Regions from separate parts of the Mus musculus genome. Here all the other regions are linked to region 2. A link is a contact called in public Hi-C, HiChIP or PLAC-seq and promoter capture Hi-C data. All regions are on one chromosome and are shown on one strand. The core of a region is the stretch at or near the end of the contact, and the rest is flanking DNA. Distances in the headings are between cores, read along the strand shown. Region 1 overlaps Nsmce2 (NSE2/MMS21 homolog, SMC5-SMC6 complex SUMO ligase). Region 2 holds the start of Tatdn1 (TatD DNase domain containing 1). Region 3 has its middle 31 kb from the start of Fer1l6. Region 4 overlaps Gm36617 (a long non-coding RNA gene). Region 5 overlaps Gm36617 (a long non-coding RNA gene). Region 6 overlaps Washc5 (WASH complex subunit 5). Region 7 overlaps Fer1l6 (fer-1-like 6 (C. elegans)).

Region 1 (2,700 bases), core at 111-2,610, 460 kb after region 2:
GTAAAAAGCCAGGCCAGCACCAAATCATGTCTCTGGCCATTGGCAAGAACTGATGCTGGCTTAATGCTATGCAGAGATGACAACAGAGGCAGAAGTAGAACTGACATGAGGAGCCTTTTGTGAAGCACTGTAGTCCTCTTTTAATGACATAAAGTTTTAATGTCTTGTGGTCAGAGGGAAGGAGCTTTTATGAGGACGACACGTAGCACAGCTGAAAGCAGCTTGATTCTTCTAGAGATCATTACCCACACTGTTCTTTCCCCGTTACAGACGAAGTCCTGTATTCATGCTGTGCGTTTCTGTATACCATTACTTATGTGTACACGTGCAGCCTGATAAAACTACAGTGTTTGCCACATGTGTAATTTAAAATTTTCTACTGCCCTTCTTTCATAAAATATGGAGGAAGGAGAGATTTGTAATGTTTTATTTAACCTAGTGTATCTGAAACTATTTTTCGGGACCAGAGAGATGGCTTTATGGGTAAGAGGATTGGCTGCTTTTCCAGAGGACCTAGGTTCAATTCCTATAACCCAGGCTATACCACACCTGCTTCTACACTAGACACTACTCATGTCCATAGTATATCCGTAGACATAATGCAGTCAAAACATCTATACACACAAATATAATTTAAAAAGTAAATAAAGATAAAATATTTTTATGTGTCATAAATATGAAAGCTCCTAAGGAGTTCTTTTGACACAGCGTGGGCACTGAAATCAGAATCCTACAGTACACTAGACTCCAGACTAGCCACACTGCTTATGCTTATTGGTCACATATAACACTTTATGAGATGACAAAAGACACATAAGGGTTATTTCACTTCTCTGTGACAGAGTAAGAAATAAGAGATGGCCAAATCAGCTAGATCTGCAGCTCTTTAGCAGTTCTGGTGAGTCTTCCAATCAAACCGGTGGAAGAATGAGACACTCAGTTTCTCCTGCACTCTCCTCTGCTGAAACTGTGGCTAGTATTTTAGGGTTTTCCCCAAATTGTTTAGCCAGCTTAAAATAAAAAGTGCATTGTTTCTGAGGATCCTGTTACATTTGCTTCTGTATAAAATGTTGTGTGTTCATTTGAATCCACATCTACAGTTCTTCATATTTTGTAGCTGATGTGGTAAATCAGTTTCATATGCTGTTGGGCAAGCTGGAAGGTTAAGCCTCTTAACTTCGGCAGCCAGCATATTCTAGTTGCTGTAAACAATTAAGCCTGTCAGCAGTTGACCTTGGGAATGCTAATTTGCTTGTCCCTGGGTGCCGCCTCAGGCCCTGGCTTTCTCTCTGTGGGTGGGAGTTGTGAACCTGGTTTGGAGAAGAACTAGAGGCATTTGAGGCCAGCTCCAAACAGATGTGCTTCTTGCTTCACTTTTGCATGTGACCACAGTTGCAAGAGGCATATTCTTGCATGTTTTTTTTAAGGCCTGTGGAATCAGAGAGCAAAGTTGAAAGGCAGCTTCTTTACCTTTGGATCTGTTCTTGCCCTTCAGTAGAGTCCTCATCTGTCATGGCGAAGGTTGATTTAAAACCAGCAGTCTTTTTCATTGGGGTTCACTGTGCGTCTTAAACTTACAAGAAGAGTTGAAAGCCACCTTTTATCACACACACACACACACACTCCTTGCTTTGTGATTTTTTACTGACAGGGTCTTACCATGTAACCCAGGCTCGCCTCAAAGTTACTACCCTCCTACCTCATCCTCCAGAAGGCTGAGATTACAGGAATCCATAAGCACACCTGGTTTCGTATTCATGGCAGTTATTTTGTGTCTGGTCAAGAATAAGGCGAATAATTGAGGAGAAGGGGGTGCTAGCTGGGAAGTTATACTCACTGAGAAGTTCTTCATGGGCTCTCTGTAAGTGTGCATACCTGAGAGAGGAAGGTTGAGAGTATTTATTCAATTCTAAATTAATTACTGCCATTGTAAACTGGTGACGGCAGCAGTGACCACTTTAACCTGAAGATGAAGATTTCACTTTTCTTCTGGACTGCGTGTTAGGTTTTTGGGAGTGAGAAGAGAATGGTATTCAAGAAAGAGACGTATTGAGTTCAGTTGTCTTTAGGACAGGGTATTTATTAACAGCACAGCCTGTCCTGTGGTCCCACCCTGATGCCATAGCTTTAGTCCTGCCAGACAAAGGAAGGTGCCTATACTTAAAGGTTTCAGAGAGATGGGGGAAATCCTATACTGTGTGGAAGGAGGCCTCGTTAATATGTGACTTGAGCTAGATGACTCGGACCACAGTCAGGGTGTTTTAGATTGTGACTAGCATTGGGGAAGAGGCAGATTTGGCTCTGTGTGAGGGCTGTGTAAGGGCAACAACTTACAGGGCTGGCTCATTAGCTCTTAGCTATAGCATCTGCACCTGGAGACTCTGGGTTCTGATATAGTGCTTAGGCAAAGTACAACATGATACTGTACAGTACAGTACAGTACTGTAGAGTATCATATAAAACTTATTTAAATTGTTTATTTGAACTTGTTTGGTTTTCATTATTAGGTAATTGTTAATTTTTTAAAAAATTGATTGATCACCAATTACTTCTTGGCCCATGCTTTGAAAAGGTTAATTAGCAGCTACGGCAAATAAGAATAAATGCAAAGATTGGGAAAGCTACGTGGTAGTAAGCAAGGTATTTCTAATTAGTAGATTATTGGTATGTGTGACAGAAAAAAGAATCAGACCTCTTCCT
Region 2 (2,700 bases), core at 191-2,690:
GCCCTCTCCAGGACATACCACTTCCTAGCACATCACATCAAGAACCCAGAACACCTAACCTTCACTTCAGGCTTTCTCACAGAGTTTTTGAAAAACCTGCTAACATTCTCCCCACGTTTGCTTTGACTGGCCATAGGCCTCACGTCTCTGGTGTGGAAACTAACTCACGACTAGATTTCTCACAACTCCATATTTAAATACAGTGTCTTGGGAAAATATATTGCTTAAGGTGTCTCTCAGATTTTACTGTATAACCTTAACCACTCTCCTGATTCCACTTTTGAGTGCTCGGAGGATGTCTCTATTTGGATGTCCTTTAACTCACGAATGGACCTAATCTATTAGATCCAGATGGCCTAGGTATTTCTTAACCTGCCATCTTTGGGTCTTCACTTCCCACAACAGGCATGAACAGTCAGTGCTAAATGCTATGCACAACCATCCCATTTCTCTTTTTCTATTCTTTTCCCTGTTTGCAAAACCTGAAATACTTACATTCGTCCCCTTATCTGCCACAAAATCTACAAAACGACTATCAGGGTAACCTCCTCCCTGTCACTTCCCACCCTTAAATAGCAGGGAAAGTCCACAACGACGAGGTTCATACTGAGACTACCCACATCGGTATCCCAGAAGGCAAGACTCTTTCCGTACAACTGGCACTCAAAGATTTGCTGAAAAGCCTTCATTGGAACGCCACTCCCAATAGAAGTGAAATTTAAGTAATCGAGACTTTAGGGTTCCAAGTTATCCTTCCAACCCTGACTCTTACAATGTCCCCCATTTTGAATCCTTGCCGCACTCTCCAGCTGTCGGATGGATCGTGGAACTTGCGAGGCGACACAATTTGCCACCCCCTCCCGTCTGAGGACTCCCGTTTATGTCTAGATGGCCTGTGAGCAGGACTTGGCCACATTCCCGGGACTCAATGTCAAGCCTCCCAGAGTTGTCTGTGGTATGAAGGGATGACTGAGTGAACCGGTACCTTGGAGGGACTGTCAGGCCGGCCATGTAGAAGAGTTCACGAAAGACAGAAGAAAAGTGATTGGCTTGGGGGGCGGTGCTTTTTGAGAGATGGGAGGACTCGGGGACTAGCCCATGCTAGGCGATCAGTCTACGGCTGAAGCACACCCCACACCTATTCCTCTCTTTCCAGTTGAATTAAACACACACAAAAAAAGCACAAGTCACAATGATTCATTGCCCGGGAATGCTCATAAATGAACATGCACTAGGGAAACCATCCTCCAGCAAGAACCAGATCAGTCATTGCCAGCACGCGAGGCCTCCGGGCATCTTCCGTGCCCTGGAAAGGCCATGCCGCGAAAAGGGGACCCGGGACTGTCAGCGAGGCTCACGACCAAGACAAACCTGCCCTTACCCACGAACTTGAAGAGACTCATGACGGCGCGGCAGGCTCCTCCCAGGGAAAAGCGGAAGTGGCTCAGAGCACGCTCGTCCTTCCGGTTCCGCCTCACAACCGCCCGCTTCCGGGTTCCCGGCAGCCCCCGCGGCGGCCGCTGAAGGTGAGCCGGACGCTATGGCGTTCTGCGCTCCCCCGGCCTACCTGACCCACCAGCAGAAGGTGCTGCGGCTGTATAAGCGCGCGCTGCGCCACCTCGAGTCATGGTGTATCCACAGGTGGGGAGAGGGGACCCGGGGCTCGGGGACGGAAGCCGAGGGGCCCCGTGGGCCAGGCTGATCAAGGACTTGGGGGACACAGTGAAGGGAGCCCGCCCTTGAACCCGGGTCCCGATGCAGTCCTCTCTGCTTGATCTGGCGGAGATGATTGTGTGGGGCGCAACCAGGACCCAGCGTAGAAAGTTGCATGAAGAAATAAAAAGTACCTAGGACTGTCATTGTCATGGATCTAAAGCTAACGTTTTTATGACTCTGTCGTCCCTAACCTTAACAGTAATTTGTCCATTATCTTTAGTTTGCAGAGTAACTCAGATATTAGTGATTATTTTAGCCTGATTTTACAGATAAGCAGGCTCATTCTATTCCACCTCCTACGTCATTTTATTTCTTTAACCATTGTTACTAGTCTTCTCGTTAAGTCTCATACGGTGGCATATGTTGGGGGAGACAGATATTCTCCATTACATTATGAGTTTGAGGCTAGGCCAAAAAAAAAAAAATACCCTTCTTACAAACAAACAAACAACAATATAGTGTTAAAACGTGTAGACTTTCATGACCTAAAAGAAATGCAAGGGGCAGTGACAACCGAAGATGTGTAAGTCCCATACCGCTACACTCTTACCCTAAAACCTAATCCCACAAGGAGGACTTCCAAGAAAAAGATGGAAAATCAAGTAACCCTGTAAGACCTGCAGAGGGTAACCCTGGAATCCTAGGATACAAGTTTGTGGTTACATCTCTTTGTTATGCAGGCTGGTGCAGTGTACAATGCTGAACAGTTGCTAGCTTCTTTCCTAAGTTTTTCTTATTTATTTAACAGAATTTGCAATTCAGCGTCCATTCTGGATGGCAAATAAATGACAGTTAACCCTTGATTTTGAGCTGCAATCCCATGGATTAACGGGGAACGTGACGGGGAAACTCAGAAGGAACAGTGTTACTGAAGAAGTTAAGACTTCAAGAATCCAGACAGTGTTATAGTACAGTTGGAGATATTAGGGCTCATATTCATGGAGGGAATAATCAAACTAGCTACTATGACAGCACTAACAGATT
Region 3 (2,700 bases), core at 10-2,509, 460 kb before region 2:
CCACCAGGTGTCAGCTGCAAGGAGCTTCTTGGTTAGAGGTGAGACTCTGGACCTACTTTTCCTTCTCAGTGCTGGGATTTTGGGATTTTGTCTGGTTTGAACCTGTGCAGGTCTTGTACTCACTCTCAGAGTCTCTGAGTAGGACTTTTTTTTTTTTTTTTTTTTAAATTGATGATTGATGCAGGAGGGCCCAGCCCATTGTAGATAGGTGGTCCTGGAGAGTACAAAAAACCAACTGAGCAAGCCAGGGTGAATGAGCAAGCCAGGAAGCAGCACTCTATCCCCCCCCCTTCCCCCCACCCCGAATCAGCTGCCTACAGTTTCCTGCCCCGTTTCAACTCTGCCCTGACTTTCCTCACTGATGACAGTTTGACCTAAGACTTGTAAGCTGAAATAAATCTTTTCTGCCACAAGTTGACTTTGGTCAATGGTACTGTAGGTGCTTTATCAGAGAAACAGTATCCCTAAGGAAGACAATGCCATGAAAGTCAATGCAGTGAGCGTCAAACCTGTGCTTTCCTGCCTTCTGTTCCTCCCCACCCCCACTCTGCTTCCCTCTTTCCTTTCCTTCTTTCTACAGATCTCAAAGGAGCCTTACTGAACCCTAGGATCTTCAACAAGATTTAAGGATTTAGTTGTCACAGAGTCCCAGTACTCAGAATGGCATTTGGCACACGGTAGATATATAATTGTCCAAGGTGAATGGCACTGGACAAGGTCCCAGAATCGGAGTAGGTGCTGCAGAGGCAGACATGAAGACTCAAACTGTCTGAAATTACACAATTCACAAGCTCTAAAGATTCTTCAGGAAGTGGCTATATTAATAAGAAGTGTAGGTAATATTTATTAGATGGTTGCCATAGGCTTGCTTGGATGGAGTCGAATTACTTTTTAAAAATGCATATGAACTTGTGCATGTATAGACAGGCCAGAGCTTGATTTCTGCTGTCTTCCTCGATTGGCACCCACCTTATTTGGGGGGTCTCTCCCTGTACCCGGAACTCACTTATTGGAATGACTAGCTGGCCATTGAGCTCAGGGCACCCCCCTGCCTCCACCTTCCCTGCACTAGGGTTACATGATGCAACCCTGGGCCCAGCTTCTACTGAAATGATGATCTGAACTCAAATCCTCATGCTTGTCCAGCAAGCGCACAACACACAGACCATCTCCCAGGCCCCCTACTTGGCCAGCCTTGAGGATGAGTAGGCGGAAACGTCTTCACTGTATCGGGCACAGGCACGGCCTCTGCAGGGAGTCAGAAACCTCACACATCAGCTATGACCTCCAGGCAGCCTGCGGGTGTGGACAAAGCAGGGCATCCAAACCACTTAAGAGAGTGATCATCCAGTGTACAGAAGAAAACAAAACCACGAAACCAGCCCGCACTTGTTGTTGTTTTTGTCTCCTGAAACCTGTGACCTAGTCAGTGAAGGACGGACATTTCTGACGAGCTTAAGAATCCTGACCTGCTCTCTCCACTTCGAGGGACTTACAGAACAGCCATGTATCAACTGACAGGCGTGAGGTTCAGTGAAATCTTCAATAGTCTGTCTAGAGCGAGGAGCATTTTGAGATGGCCTCAAACGAAACCAAAACAAAGGAAACCAAAGCAAACGGAACCAAACCCACCCCACCCACCCCAACCTTTCTGTTTAAGGAAAGGATCAACCTGTACCTGATGGAATACTTTGCTCCTTGGCCTTGAATAAGGAAGGGTGTGCTTGTGCTAAGGGAAGAGCACCTCCTGCAGAAATGGTGTGCCAACTGTTACTGATACTTCCAGACGGGAGCCTGGAAAAAAGATGGTTCTTGGGACCTTTCCCGGCTGTGTGTGGCTCAGGTCTTCTTTATCCCTGGACCTTACCCGCTCTTTACCCACATAGCAAAGACCACCATCTGTCCTCCAGCCACGCTTCCTTGCTTATTTGCTGTGATCACAATGCCGTGATGGTTTTCTGACTGTTGCGCTATCACGATTCATGATATTATCTAGTAATGAACAGGGCAGGAGAGGTGAAAGGGCTTAGTGCTCTGGTGTTACAGAAGAGACCTCAGTGCTGACAGGTCTCTATTATAGACAGGAGGTGCTGAAGTTCAAATGCAGCTCTTGATCGATCTCCATGGGGTGTGTATGTGTGTGTGTGTGTGTGTAATTTTTTTGTTTTTGTTATATAATCCTACAGTCAAAGGAAGGAGCAGTTGCTTAGTTAGGGTGGGTGCACTAGAACCACCTTGGATGAGACATAAATGTTCTTCCCAGACCTCACCCTAGAGAAACTGAATTAGGGTTTTCAGGACTAGGTTCCCAGGGGAGTCTTTGAACATCCAGGGTTGAAAGCTGCAAACTGGGTTCTTGGTTAAGACTGTTCAAAGGTTTGAGTTCTCCTTATTCACACAGAAGGGAGAATGAAAACTTAACACAGTGACATTTTCTGCTCAGTGTGCTGTTTCCTTTCCTCTCTGGCTTAAACTGCTTTCACAATTGTATTTAAAATCAAGAATTACCTTCCGAATTTTAAAACCATTAACAGTCCTCTGCATGGTGTGTGTGAAGTATAGATAGACCAATGAACAAAAAGCCAAGATGACTATCTATCTATCTAATCTATCTAATCTATCTATCTATCTATCTATCTATCTATCTATCTATCTATCTATCTATCTATCATTTATCTACTATCTATCATCTATCTACTA
Region 4 (2,700 bases), core at 145-2,644, 320 kb after region 2:
ATACAGCTCTATTCATAGCAGCCTCTTAACGAGATGGGTAAATGGAAGGAAGGAAGGAAGGAAGGAAGGAAGAAAGGACATTCATTCAACTTTGCTTAACTTCCTCCATGTACTCAGAATTAAATAGCTTTTCTTTAATTAGCAATTTTTTTTGAGCAGTCAGCTAGTTGGTCGATTTCATTGATTTGTTAGTTAAAATCCAAAGCTGCCACCTCTCCCTAACCCCACCCCCTTCACCTTCGTAAGACCATCTGGTTTAATGGAAAGGAAAGGAAAACTTGAGGAAATTAAGTAAATGACGTCAGGGCCTGAGCGGAAGCAGATATGCTAGGGGCTGTTCTTGTCAGCTTGTAACCAGAGAGACATAAATACACATTAGGGGAGAGGAAATTCAAAACAGATCAGGGAAGGAGAGCATGGCTGAGGCATTGAAAAACAGTAAACTCAGAACCTGCGGGGGGGGGGGGGGGGCGAGGCGGCAGCAGGCTGTGACCCTAATGAGTCAGGTCTCATTGGCTGTTATTGTTTGAATGACGTGAATTGTCATAAGTCCCACCCATTCTTGGTAGCACAATTGACTTTTTGAGGGGTGAGGTTTAGGGTTAGAGTGCCTTCTTTTGCTATTTGTCATCTTAATCTTTTGAGAGGAGTCGCTTTTCTTCTAAGTGAGCCCGTCTCCACTCCAATGTCCCGGTTTTTGTGCTAAAAAATTCTCAAGACATTTAAGAAACAAAATATCTGATTCTTGCTTTTCTCTAAGACTGCCATGGCCACTTAAATTGACCAAAAAGGTATGGCTTTCCTCTTAAAGACAAAGTTAGCACACAGATGGTTATTTTGAGTTCAGGAAAGTGACTTCCTTTGCCCATGACAACTTATAGACATACACCTCAAAGTCCCTTTAACTGATCTCGGAGGCAAGGCAGGTCTGTAAGCTGTGCTTCAAGAAACTCCAAGGATTCTGAGACTAGCTAGCATTTTACAAAGGACAATTACAAATTTCTCCTGGGATTCCCAGCAGTGGCTATTTAATTCCAAACCAGAGAGACAGGCTATATGACTGAAGGCAAAAGCCCAGAGCCTGGCTGCCACACTGCTCCCAAGAATATAAAACACAGGAAGAGGAGATTGAAAGGTAGCTTGAACATCAGGACTAATCTTCATACTGATCTTTCTTTCATCTTTTGGCATTTAACTCAGTCTGGCCTCGAACCCCTAATCCTCCTACTTCTGCCTTCCAAGAGCTGGGATTACAAGCATGCACCACTACACCCTAGACCCGTACAATTCCCCCAGCTTTGTGCAGCTGCCAGGTACCTCAACATGTTCCAACTGCTTTGTTGTCTGTTCCCATCTGGAGACCACCAACTGCTTCCTGCTCTTAATGAACTCCCAGGGAGAGAGGTGGCCACTTACCTTTTTCTTGCTGTGCTTGGACTGGGCATGCAGTCCCTGCTTCCCGAACAAGGCCCTTGCCTCCATGTAATATGCTTTTAGACAGGAGAAAGGCTTGCGTATTTTAGACTTCTTGGAAGTTTACTAGACCACACGAGTACTTGGGCTCCATTTCCCTGAATTATTGGGCCCATTGTCACAGTACGGGACTAGCCACAGAGTGGGCAGTGAGGTTAGGAGGATGTCCGTCCTCAGCCAGCTTCCGGTGCTAAAGAAAGGCCTTTCTAGGATGAGGCCACCATTGACACCCGAGTTCTAGTACTCGGCAGGACTTAATTGAAGGAATAAGCAGGGGCCTCGTGATAAATGAGATAAAATGTGGTCCCTGCCTGAAGGCGGCACAGTCTCCTCTTGTCAGGTCGCCAAACCCAAACCTGCTGTGCGCCGTCTTTGGCTGCTAGGCCAAAGGTTTGCGATACCCTGTCTAAGTAGCTTTCTGAACAGACCCACTGTGCCCCTTTCCCTCCATGTGACCTTAGATGGTGCTTGGATCTATCCCCCAAGGCCAGCTTTGCCTACTTGTGACTTCGGACAACTCTTTTGCCCTCTCTGAGCCTCAGATGAAGCCTTCATTTGTAAAATGGAGATAATGTCCACACAAGGACCTCGGTGTGTGAGGCTTGGGTGAGATTCCGTATTATGCGCATTTGCTTCTCTAGCACACACGAAGAGGTGGGGGCAGACCCCCTAAGCTGCCTGTGTGATCAAGGCCACAGTAAATGTAGCCTGGGCACCTAACCTGGGCACGGTAAATGTCAGAAAGCTCTGGGCGTCAGTTTGCACATGTGATTCCCCTTCTCCTAGCCCACCCCTGAATTTCTCTCATTTCAAAGCCTAGCAGCTTCCCCGGTTCCGAATCCCATATCTGCTCGTGGGACTTAACACATCCAGCTTCTCAGGTTTAGACAAAGATTCTCAGTTGTCCTGCGACCTCTTATAGCTCTTGGCCCACCTCTCTCAAGAGGCATCTAGACTTCACTTACTACCCCATACCTCAGTTCCCAGTGGGCTTAGGGCGCTGCACTCTCCAGTGGAGTTGAGGACTGTCAACATAAAGCCCACTAGAATCTGGTGGGAGGTGGGGACTCTGCCCATGGCGGCCTTGATGAAGTCTAATCAGAGGTCAAGATTCTTAGATGCTCTTTTTAAAAAAAACTATAATGTTCCCCTAAGTCCCATCTGACCAGGCTCAGTACATGTATTCCCTTCTCAAAGGAGCCATATAGATTCAGAGTTATAAGCTAA
Region 5 (2,700 bases), core at 3-2,502, 340 kb after region 2:
GGTGACATGGAAGTGGGTATCCATCCCATCTCCTTTCATCCCACCCCAAATGACCAAGTATCAGCCATTTCCTTCTCCTCCAGATTCTTGTTCCAAGTCATAGGCTACAACCATTGCCCCTACCCAGGGGTGCTGTCGCCAGAGTAGATAGAAAACAATGTGACTGCACATATAAATGTTAACTATGCTCCGTAGGGGAGACACTGTGGCTTAAAACTCACATTGTGACCCTCAGACTTGGGCTGGTGAGATGGCTCAGTAGGAAGGGCAGGTGCTGCCAAGCTTGACAACTTGAGTTGGATTCCCAAGACCCACATGGTGGAAGGAGAGAACCAGTTTCCACAAGTTGTTCTTTGACCCTCACATGTATGCTGTTAAACACACACACACACACACACACACACACACACACACATATACATATAGACACATCACAAATACTTGTAATAATTTAAAAAAAAAAGCCCTCAGACTCTGTTTTTATTTTTTGAGGTGGTTCCATTTGTAGTCATACGAGGATCTGACACTCTGTTCTGGCTGTGCTCACACCATGAATGTGCACAGGCACAAGTGTGCATGATTGAAAAAAAAATTCTAAGGAACACAATACAAGAGGGGAAGATGGAGAGATGGAAGGGAAGGAGACAGAGGAAGACAGGGAGAGGAAGAGAGAGAGGGAGGTGGGGAACAGAGTCCCCTCTGGTCCTCTCACGGGCTGTCTCTTCCCAGTCTGCGTTTTGAACAGGCCAGACTCCCTCCCTTGGGCCGCATGTGGATGCTTTCCTCTGCTCAGCAGATGACTAAGTGGCGTCTTTGGGGGAAGCATCTTTCCTCCAGAAGCCAACTGGGCGGCTGAGGGTGGCATGTCACAAATGTCATGAAGGATGGCAAAGGGAAGCAAGGAGTGCACCCGTTCAAGCCTCTTCATGTCAAGCTTGTTCAACTTAAATTTCCAGTGACTTCATTGGAAATTTTAAATCGTGGGATTTCTCCCACACCGTGCCCTTAGGAAACAAACACAAACAGGCAAGTCTCACAAGGGGGACCCATGTAGTTTGTTTCTGCCTGAACATTTGCAAGGGATATTAGTCTCAGAAACATGGGAGACACCTGAACATGTATGTTCAGTGTGTCCAGCTTTCTGGAGACAGGAGGGAAGGAAAATGAAAGTACAGACAGGTTCCCTGTGGGCCAGCTTTGACCTCAGCAGTTCTGACGCATTAGCCAGTGTTTACCTTCCAGTCCGTCCCGGCTACAGCTCCTTCAAAGTCACCCCTTGATTGGTGATGAGGATATGGAGATGCACAGGTGTTGCATGGCTTGTCTGAGTGACAAGCTTGCCCGGCAGTTGCAAGATGAACATCGTGCTCAGTAAAAGAATCATGCAGACCCATGATTCTCGAACTGAACTCTTACACAAAAGAAAAACAAAACCTAGAGAAGGGTTGTGTCCTATTTTATAGATGGAAAAAAAAATGGGACTTTTTATTTAATAAGTGACTTAGCAAATGTTGTTAAATCAGGGTGTCTCTGCAGGTGAGACGTGGATATGTCAACCCTCCCAGCCACCTAGGACCCAGCCACCCTGTGTGTGGAAGGAAGAAGCCTTGGGGAACAGGTCTCGGCCCAGGCAACCAACCAACAAAGAGACTCAGACTGATCCTATGGACAAAATGTTAGGGGTGACAAGTGTCACATTGCAGGCTTATAGTAGGGAGTAGAATAGAATGGATCTGCACAGTGAGTGAGGAAAGACACTGTCCTGTCTCCTCACAGATGGCTGCCTTCTGGCTCCAGGGCTCTGGCCAGCAGCCCTGTGCTATGGCCATGACCTACTTTTCGTTCAGCCGGTTATAGCCGTATGGCCTATTTCTTTCCTGCAGAATTATTTCCTAACGCTGGCTGGGTATGACTTGCTGAGCACAGCATTTATACACTTGGATGTGAAGAAAGAAAAAAACCCCTTTAAACTGGCAGAATCACATTCTGGAGCCGGGAAAAATTAAGATCAGAGTCTCAGATGGTTCTCTGCTTGCTTTCACATTGGTTTCCATTCTACAACTGCCCCAAGTTTTGTGTGTGTGTGTGTGTGTTTTAAAGGCTGTGGGTTGCTGTACCAAGTGCTTCCCTAACTAATACCTATTAGAATACAGTCTTTCCCAAGCTTGCTTTGCACAGTGGCATCTTAACTTGCTCATAAAATCCCACTGCCCGCAGAGGGCCCTGCTTGCGGGATCCGAGGGAAGAGAGTGAGAGTGGTGGTAAGTGACGTTAAGGTGGTAATTAGGCAAGGTAATTAGACCCTGTTGAAAGAGCTGAGCTGCAAAGTGCATGGTGATAAAGGGGCTGCCTAGACAACTAAATGGGTGTAATTAGATACAAAAGCGCCCATTCTCTCTTCCTTTCTGCTTCTCAAGACTTTCCGATTCTCAAGTCCAAACCTGCAGGTCCTCCCCTCACCCCCCCCCTGCGCCCCAGAGACCTGGGGAGTGTTCTGTCCCTCAGCTAGCAACCTCCCCCTAGTCTGAGCCTTAGAGTTCCTTATCCTTTTCTCTACCTTATTGCCACACTCCCAAAACAGAGCTGCAAACTCTAAGGATTCTCAGAGCATACGGATTTCAAAATCAGCCAGCCTGGAAGTCAAAAAGCTTATACACTCCTGCGGGGCCGGGAGCTCTTAGTTCCCGACTCTCCTTGGAA
Region 6 (2,700 bases), core at 18-2,517, 400 kb after region 2:
GGAAGGTCTGGAAAGGCCTGCATTCCTTAACTGCTTTGAGGAGGAGGAAAAGGAGGAGGAGGAGGAGGGTGGCATGGAGGTGAGGTGGGGGAATGGAACAGGTGATCTCTGTGAGCTAGAGAAACATTTGCAAAACACTGTGTGTGTGTGTGAGAGAGAGAGAGGAGAGAGAGAGAGGGAAGAGACAGAATGTGCATAAATATTGTATTAAAGACATTTAAAGAGAGACTTAATCATGAGATAGGAGACCAGAAACAAGACAAGAAGACTGGATTCAGCTCATCATGGGAAAGGCTGATGGACCTTGCAATCTCATGATACTTTTGCAAAATCTAGGTATACCCTTGTACATGGATTAGGAAACATCGGCATGCTTTTGTATTGTGTATGTTAATCTCTAGCAAGTAAATTCCTACCAGTGCATTTCTGGGACTCTGGGGTGATTACACCATTGAAGCTTTAAAGCACAAAGCTAAATTCCCCTTAAAGACAGAGGTTGCTATTTTCCCATTCACATCATGGAGAATAAACTCTTCCAAACCCAGAGCCCAGAGCCCAGAGCCCCATGTCTCTCACTTGGGAGTCTAGCTTGGTTTGCACCTGGATATAAGTAGGGCCGAGCCTTCCCCAAATGCTTATCCTGCTTGTACTTTACTAAAACTGCCTGTTAATATCTACCCATCTCCCTTCTGAACACAACAGTATCAAGGAAATGTCCACTTTTTTTGGTTTATAGTTAATAGTTCCTGTTTCACCTCTCTCTTGTTTTTTGTGTTTTTCGAGAAAGGGTTTCTCTGTGTAGCCCTGGCTGTCCTGGAACTCACTCACAGGAAGACCTGTGCAGCGGACGTCAGGGCGCAGCCGTGGAGGGCTGAGGCAGCCTACAGGACTTCTTTTCTAACAGCTTTGGGTATGTCATCACTGTCATCGTTTCCTGTCGAGGGCTTACCCTTCGGGGGAGTTTTGTATACCGAACATAATCCTCCAGGAAGAGAAGGGCGCCCACAGCATCTGCAGGCATTTCAGGCATCTTCTGGCTGTAAAAGAAGTCTGGGTCAGCTAGCTGCTTTGTTATGTTAACACATCCTTCCTTGAGCAGTACACCAAGTCTAACAAACCCACAGGGCACCCTCTTGATTCCTATGAAGTAATTAACCTGCTCTTATTTAGGAACCAATCCTACAGGAAACAAGCTAACAAGGAGCTGGTAGGTAGGTCAGGGGTAAAGGCACCTGCCTCTAAGGGTGATGGCCTTGGCTCCATGCCCAGAACCTGTGAAGGAAGGAGAACTGGCTCCCTAAAGCCTGTCTTCTGACCTCCACATGCTTGCAGTGAGTGGAACATGTACATAATGTGTACACACACAGGCTAATAGGTGTAATTAGAGAAAAGCAAAGCCAATCGTAACCTCGCCTCTGGCTTATAACTTGGTCTTGCTGTCTGTCTAGAGTCTGGACAGACAGGTCTACACTCTAGAGTCATCTATCTCCCTTTGATGTCCTTCAGACTCCATGAGACAATCAATGCCTGTCAACGCCCACACATCCCCATCCTCTCGGCCTTCAGCTACATTTGTTTGCACACCCATTTGAAGTAAATGAGTAGCTGGGACTGGTGTAGCAGACCTGCAATCCCATCTACTCTGAAGGCAGATGCAGGAAAATTTCAAATACAATGTCCACCTGGGCTACAGACTAAATTCAGGGCCGGGCTGGGAAACAGTGAGACAATGTCTTGAGAAGCCAAAGGAGGGCTCAGCTTCAGAGCTCTTAGCTGATGCATACAAGGTCATAGCATAGCAGAATGATCTGCTATGTGGGCAAAAATAACCAAATGGCAATCCGCTAACTTCATGTTCAGCTAGGCTGACCCTTTCAGGCAGCACGGAGTGGAGCTGACACAGTGTCCTAGGGCCATGACTTTTGTTTGTTTTGTTCTATCCTAGAAACCCCACAAGTGAACAGAAGGGAGCATAGATAGCGCTTGCAGAAACTGAAGGTTTACGTTTTGTTCTCTAACAGCACCTTGCGATTCCTGTTTTGTTATACACCATTAACAAAGACTTGCCTGGCCATGAAACTGAGGTATCACTTCCTTCCATGTCTTAGAGGCAGAGGAGCAGGAATGAAGAGAGATGGAACCAGCATGGCAGAGGCACAGGTCTGCTTGCCTTCTCACCATGTCTCCTATCTCCACCAAGACCCAGGCTTACACAGCCCCGGCCAGAAGAACGACAGGGCATTTCCTGGCGGGGAGCACAGGAGGAGCACCTGGTGCTCGCTCCTTGTCCTGACTTGTTTGGAGACCTCAAGCATCATCGCCAGTCCTGTCAGGACAGTGATGAGAGGCATTTGTCCTGACAGGTCGCAGTCCCTCTTTGTGGCATTAAGTTCCACTATTTCTGACTGGCCCTCTGTACCTTGTGCACTGCTCCATTGTGGAGCGAATAAACTGGCCAATCAGTGCCAGGAATTGCTCGGTGTACCGGGAGTGGAACTGCTTCAGCAGCGTGAGCAGACCTAGGACGAGCGGTGGCCAGTCAACAGGGTCGGCAGGCTTCCGGCAGACCATGCCTGTGAGGGAACAAGTTACAATACCCAGTGAATTACTTGCTTTTGACAGTGTCCACTAAATATCAGCCCTCATCAATATCATCACTGCTGGCAGGAGACTATTTTAAGGAAACAGTAGTTCTGGGCT
Region 7 (2,700 bases), core at 122-2,621, 350 kb before region 2:
GATAAGAGCACGTCATATTAAATTTAGGGACCATCCTATTTCAGTCTAGTCATTTGACTAATTACATCTGCAGTGACTCCACTTCCAAATAGGGTAGCAATCTGATGACTGAAGATTAAGATCTAAAACAGATGACTCTGGGAGGAACATTATTCAATCCATAACAGAGTTCTGGGCAAATATTTACCGGCTGTGTGATCTTGGTGAGACTGCTTAATATTTTTCATACGTTTGAAGAAGTTTATTCTATTTTTCCTCCACTACATGGATATGCCTGTGAGGATTAAGTGAATAAACTCAAGCAAAGAACACATATTTGTGCCTTACGCCATCATCAGTCAGTAAATACCAGTGTTTAAGAAACTGTGGGTCCAGCACCTCTGAGAACTTGCTATCCCCTGCAGAGCCCTCTTCAGTTGTTTGTGGCTGTGGGGCTTAATCTGACTGGATTTAGAATTGACCTTGGGGCACAGTCCGGGTCTAACCATGAGTGTGCTTCCAGAAACCCTTAACCGATATGGGGAGACCCACCCTGAGAATGTGTGGCATCATCCCTTGGCCTGGGGTCTCAGACTGAATAAGAGGGAAGGACAGGAAAAGAGGCAAGCAACCACCGGCATTCATCTGCCTCTGCCTTCTTCCTGTGGACCTGATAGACAGCCACTTTGTCCTCACTCCCTCCCCCCACCCCCACACTTCCCCACCCCTAAACTTCCCCCACACCATGGTTGATGGTAGGCTCCCTTAAACCATGAGCCAAAATGAATCCTTTCTTGAAGTTGCCTTTGCTGGGAATTTGGCACATTGGCGAGAGAAGGAACTAACACAGTGACTTTGCTTATTTCTTTCTGTCCTGTCTGTAAAATAATTCTTAAACATCTGCTCCTATGAAACTATAAGTGAAAAAAGTCAATATATATATATATATATATATATATATATATATATATATATATATATATATAACCTAAGTCATTCATCCCAAATATCAGAGACTTTCTTTTACCTTCTCCATTCAAAGAGTGCTACAGAAACTAGAAAGGTTTGTCTTAAAAATAGCAAATCGTTTCCGGAGGGCCTGTGCTAAAAATACTAGAGAGTGGTATGAAGTTACTCTCTGCTAAATATTTTGGTGTATCCTGGCACCGTACAAAATTAGAACAAAGAGCTGCTGTCAAATCAAGCTAGGGAAAAGGTACCGCTAGATCGGAGAAATGCTTTTCCACAGGTATCCAGCATGCGCGTTATCTTTATCAATGTGTTTATGGCTTTCTTTATCTGCATTTTCCTGTTGCCACTGTGACTGCCCTGGATGATCACTCAGTCTCCTTGAATTCAGTCACCACCCGGGGAGGGAGCAAGCTTCTGGAAAGCGTGATTCAGCAAGACCGGTTCTGTTTCCCTTCTTGTTCTGACTGTCAACTCCCATTTCAACTCCCTCTCACCTGCCACTTCCTTTTATTCTCTACCCCACCCCCACTCCTTTCTGAAACCGTAAGTCTGAAAAATAAAAAAGCCAAGACGATAGGAGAAGGCCCAGTCTCATGATGAGTTCCTAGTGGAGAATTCAGAAGTGGAAATAAGAAGCACAGACTGTAGATTTTCTCTACGCCAGAAATTCTTCAAAGTTGATTCTGTGGCACAGCTGTCTGCTGGGTATGCACCCCCTAAACATTCAAAGACCTGTAGGAGGTTGTGGTTGTCACGCTGGAAAGTCATAGACTTTCCCGGTGCCCACGGATCAGAAAATGACAGCTAGATCTACAGCCAAGAATCACCCACAGTTTTGAAAATCATATTTGTTATTTATTGCCCCAGAGTATCTGTGTACAATTGAATTAGTCACTCTGCCTGTTGCCCTGTCAGAATGTGCCTTGCAGAAGCATCTCAGGGCATAAAGGATGTGCTTTGACTCACAGGTGAGGTGACACAGGTCTTCATGGTGGGGTGGGTGAAGGAATGGTCACTAGCCTGGGTCTGTGGCAACAAGAGCTTTTGCTAGAGGCTTCTTGTGTGTACAGGCCAAGAATCAGAGACAACGGGCCAAAACAAGAGAGATCATCTTCAAAGACCCTTCTGCTAGACTACAGACCCAAGGTTCTATAGCCTCCCCAAACAGTGCCACTGGCTGTGTCCAGGAAGGACATTTGACTTCCAAACTCTACCAGGGACTTTAACAGACCTTCTATCTGTTAGGTTCATTTTGGGAGGAGGAGGTAGATGAGGCATAGGGAAGGCTAAGATTTGAGCATTACATCTCCTGCAGAATTTGATGTCGGCTATCAGAGCTGTTTATGTACCTCTTCATTCTTGGCTGTTTGTTTGTTTGTTTGTTTTTATCTGCTCTCCATTCTGGTCTCAAAGGGTTGAATAAATCAAACCTGGATGTGTGAGTTGATTTTTTGGTTCTCACTATAAATTCACACACACACACACACACAAACACACACACACACACACACACACACACACACACACACACACACACACACACATTCACACTTACAAACATGCCCATATACACACAAGCACACTCACAAACACACATTCACACACACATGCATAAGCACATACACACATGTACACACACACACATGCACAAACACTCATAGTTTCTTCACTAGCAGTAGAAGGAATGATGTTTTCTATTGTTTTTCATTAAAGAAAAAGGAACTTTTAAAATAAATTTTAAGGGTGGAA

Evidence for each region. Promoter capture Hi-C pulls out the DNA fragments that hold promoters and counts their contacts. A called contact is a pair of places that touch in the nucleus more often than the background predicts. HiChIP or PLAC-seq counts read pairs in DNA pulled down with a chosen protein or histone mark.
Region 1: an H3K4me3 HiChIP or PLAC-seq map of embryonic stem cells shows a contact between it and region 2, with 5 times the contacts expected there. The contact joins the enhancer-like site here to the promoter of Tatdn1 in region 2. A contact is called at or near these places in 13 of 39 promoter capture datasets (the C10 cell line, the HPC-7 cell line, cranial neural crest and 8 more), 2 of 15 datasets of contacts at CTCF or cohesin (the NIH/3T3 cell line and large pre-B cells), 19 of 484 Hi-C or Micro-C datasets (the 63-12 cell line, CD4 T cells, the G1E-ER4 cell line and 12 more), 12 of 115 datasets of contacts at active chromatin or transcription factors (the 230-238 cell line, the SCID.adh cell line, T-cell acute lymphoblastic leukemia and 7 more) and 2 of 9 other capture datasets (adipose tissue and liver).
Region 3: a contact with region 2 is called in an H3K4me3 HiChIP or PLAC-seq map of the SCID.adh cell line, with 9 read pairs. The contact joins the enhancer-like site here to the promoter of Tatdn1 in region 2. A contact is called at or near these places in 12 of 39 promoter capture datasets (3T3-L1-derived adipocytes, the C10 cell line, the HPC-7 cell line and 7 more), 29 of 484 Hi-C or Micro-C datasets (the 4T1 cell line, the Ba/F3 cell line, the C2C12 cell line and 19 more), 10 of 115 datasets of contacts at active chromatin or transcription factors (the SCID.adh cell line, astrocytes, cardiomyocytes and 7 more) and 4 of 9 other capture datasets (adipose tissue, embryonic stem cells, liver and 1 more).
Region 4: an H3K4me3 HiChIP or PLAC-seq map of the SCID.adh cell line shows a contact between it and region 2, with 19 read pairs. The contact joins the enhancer-like site here to the promoter of Tatdn1 in region 2. A contact is called at or near these places in 13 of 39 promoter capture datasets (3T3-L1-derived adipocytes, the C10 cell line, cranial neural crest and 7 more), 1 of 15 datasets of contacts at CTCF or cohesin (the NIH/3T3 cell line), 1 of 484 Hi-C or Micro-C datasets (bone marrow-derived macrophages), 11 of 115 datasets of contacts at active chromatin or transcription factors (the 230-238 cell line, the SCID.adh cell line, embryonic stem cells and 4 more) and 1 of 9 other capture datasets (adipose tissue).
Region 5: a contact with region 2 is called in a promoter capture Hi-C map of liver. The contact joins the enhancer-like site here to the promoter of Tatdn1 in region 2. A contact is called at or near these places in 9 of 39 promoter capture datasets (the C10 cell line, cranial neural crest, embryonic stem cells and 6 more), 1 of 15 datasets of contacts at CTCF or cohesin (the NIH/3T3 cell line), 8 of 484 Hi-C or Micro-C datasets (CD4 T cells, the CH12 cell line, bone marrow-derived macrophages and 5 more), 28 of 115 datasets of contacts at active chromatin or transcription factors (the 230-238 cell line, the SCID.adh cell line, T-cell acute lymphoblastic leukemia and 19 more) and 4 of 9 other capture datasets (adipose tissue, embryonic stem cells, liver and 1 more).
Region 6: an H3K27ac HiChIP or PLAC-seq map of trophoblast stem cells shows a contact between it and region 2, with 15 read pairs. The contact joins the enhancer-like site here to the promoter of Tatdn1 in region 2. A contact is called at or near these places in 19 of 39 promoter capture datasets (the C10 cell line, the HPC-7 cell line, the SN4741 cell line and 12 more), 2 of 15 datasets of contacts at CTCF or cohesin (the NIH/3T3 cell line and large pre-B cells), 14 of 484 Hi-C or Micro-C datasets (bone marrow-derived macrophages, cerebellar granule neurons, cortical neurons and 4 more), 23 of 115 datasets of contacts at active chromatin or transcription factors (the SCID.adh cell line, craniofacial prominence, effector CD8 T cells and 15 more) and 4 of 9 other capture datasets (adipose tissue, embryonic stem cells, liver and 1 more).
Region 7: a Hi-C map of the G1E-ER4 cell line shows a contact between it and region 2, with 3 times the contacts expected there. The contact joins the enhancer-like site here to the promoter of Tatdn1 in region 2. A contact is called at or near these places in 4 of 39 promoter capture datasets (the C10 cell line, liver and pre-B cells), 1 of 15 datasets of contacts at CTCF or cohesin (large pre-B cells), 19 of 484 Hi-C or Micro-C datasets (B cells, CD4 T cells, CD8 T cells and 11 more), 6 of 115 datasets of contacts at active chromatin or transcription factors (the 230-238 cell line, the SCID.adh cell line, fetal liver and 3 more) and 3 of 9 other capture datasets (adipose tissue, embryonic stem cells and liver).

The regions. Positions count from the first base shown.
Region 1 is chr15:59,390,856-59,393,555 of GRCm38.p6, forward strand. The region is part of intron 2 of Nsmce2 (NSE2/MMS21 homolog, SMC5-SMC6 complex SUMO ligase); the gene reads left to right. Among named protein-coding and RNA genes, the nearest start is that of Nsmce2, 18 kb to the left of the region's middle. Within about 2 kb of position 1,361, at least 78 of the 459 cell types and tissues checked have an H3K27ac peak or open chromatin away from gene starts, as enhancers often do. A contact at or near this core is called in the HPC-7 cell line, the NIH/3T3 cell line, adipose tissue and 7 more, where this site is marked.
Region 2 is chr15:58,932,298-58,934,997 of GRCm38.p6, forward strand. Tatdn1 (TatD DNase domain containing 1) reads right to left here and starts at 1,441. Exons shown (of 12, transcript NM_001368428.1): 1 at 1,382-1,441. The coding sequence starts at 1,403. Ndufb9 (NADH:ubiquinone oxidoreductase subunit B9) reads left to right here and starts at 1,504. Exons shown (of 4, transcript NM_023172.4): 1 at 1,504-1,641. The coding sequence starts at 1,541. Gm36559 (a long non-coding RNA gene) reads right to left here and starts at 979. Exons shown (of 2, transcript XR_875364.2): 1 at 1-979.
Region 3 is chr15:58,477,377-58,480,076 of GRCm38.p6, forward strand. No RefSeq gene overlaps it. Among named protein-coding and RNA genes, the nearest start is that of Fer1l6, 31 kb to the right of the region's middle. Within about 2 kb of position 1,260, at least 11 of the 459 cell types and tissues checked have an H3K27ac peak or open chromatin away from gene starts, as enhancers often do. A contact at or near this core is called in the SCID.adh cell line, where this site is marked.
Region 4 is chr15:59,248,702-59,251,401 of GRCm38.p6, forward strand. All of the region lies in intron 1 of Gm36617 (a long non-coding RNA gene), which reads left to right. Among named protein-coding and RNA genes, the nearest start is that of Gm36617, 3.8 kb to the left of the region's middle. Within about 2 kb of position 1,395, at least 22 of the 459 cell types and tissues checked have an H3K27ac peak or open chromatin away from gene starts, as enhancers often do. A contact at or near this core is called in the SCID.adh cell line and adipose tissue, where this site is marked.
Region 5 is chr15:59,277,174-59,279,873 of GRCm38.p6, forward strand. The region is part of intron 2 of Gm36617 (a long non-coding RNA gene); the gene reads left to right. Among named protein-coding and RNA genes, the nearest start is that of Gm36617, 32 kb to the left of the region's middle. Within about 2 kb of position 1,253, at least 65 of the 459 cell types and tissues checked have an H3K27ac peak or open chromatin away from gene starts, as enhancers often do. A contact at or near this core is called in adipose tissue, embryonic basal ganglia, forebrain and 3 more, where this site is marked.
Region 6 is chr15:59,332,669-59,335,368 of GRCm38.p6, forward strand. It overlaps Washc5 (WASH complex subunit 5), which reads right to left. Exons shown (of 29, transcript NM_153548.3): 27 at 2,420-2,573; 28 at 950-1,037. Among named protein-coding and RNA genes, the nearest start is that of Sqle, 19 kb to the left of the region's middle. Within about 2 kb of position 1,268, at least 27 of the 459 cell types and tissues checked have an H3K27ac peak or open chromatin away from gene starts, as enhancers often do. A contact at or near this core is called in neural progenitor cells, pancreatic islet and trophoblast stem cells, where this site is marked.
Region 7 is chr15:58,584,255-58,586,954 of GRCm38.p6, forward strand. All of the region lies in intron 18 of Fer1l6 (fer-1-like 6 (C. elegans)), which reads left to right. Among named protein-coding and RNA genes, the nearest start is that of Gm36451, 11 kb to the right of the region's middle. Within about 2 kb of position 1,372, at least 30 of the 459 cell types and tissues checked have an H3K27ac peak or open chromatin away from gene starts, as enhancers often do. A contact at or near this core is called in the G1E-ER4 cell line, LSK cells, the P5424 cell line and 1 more, where this site is marked.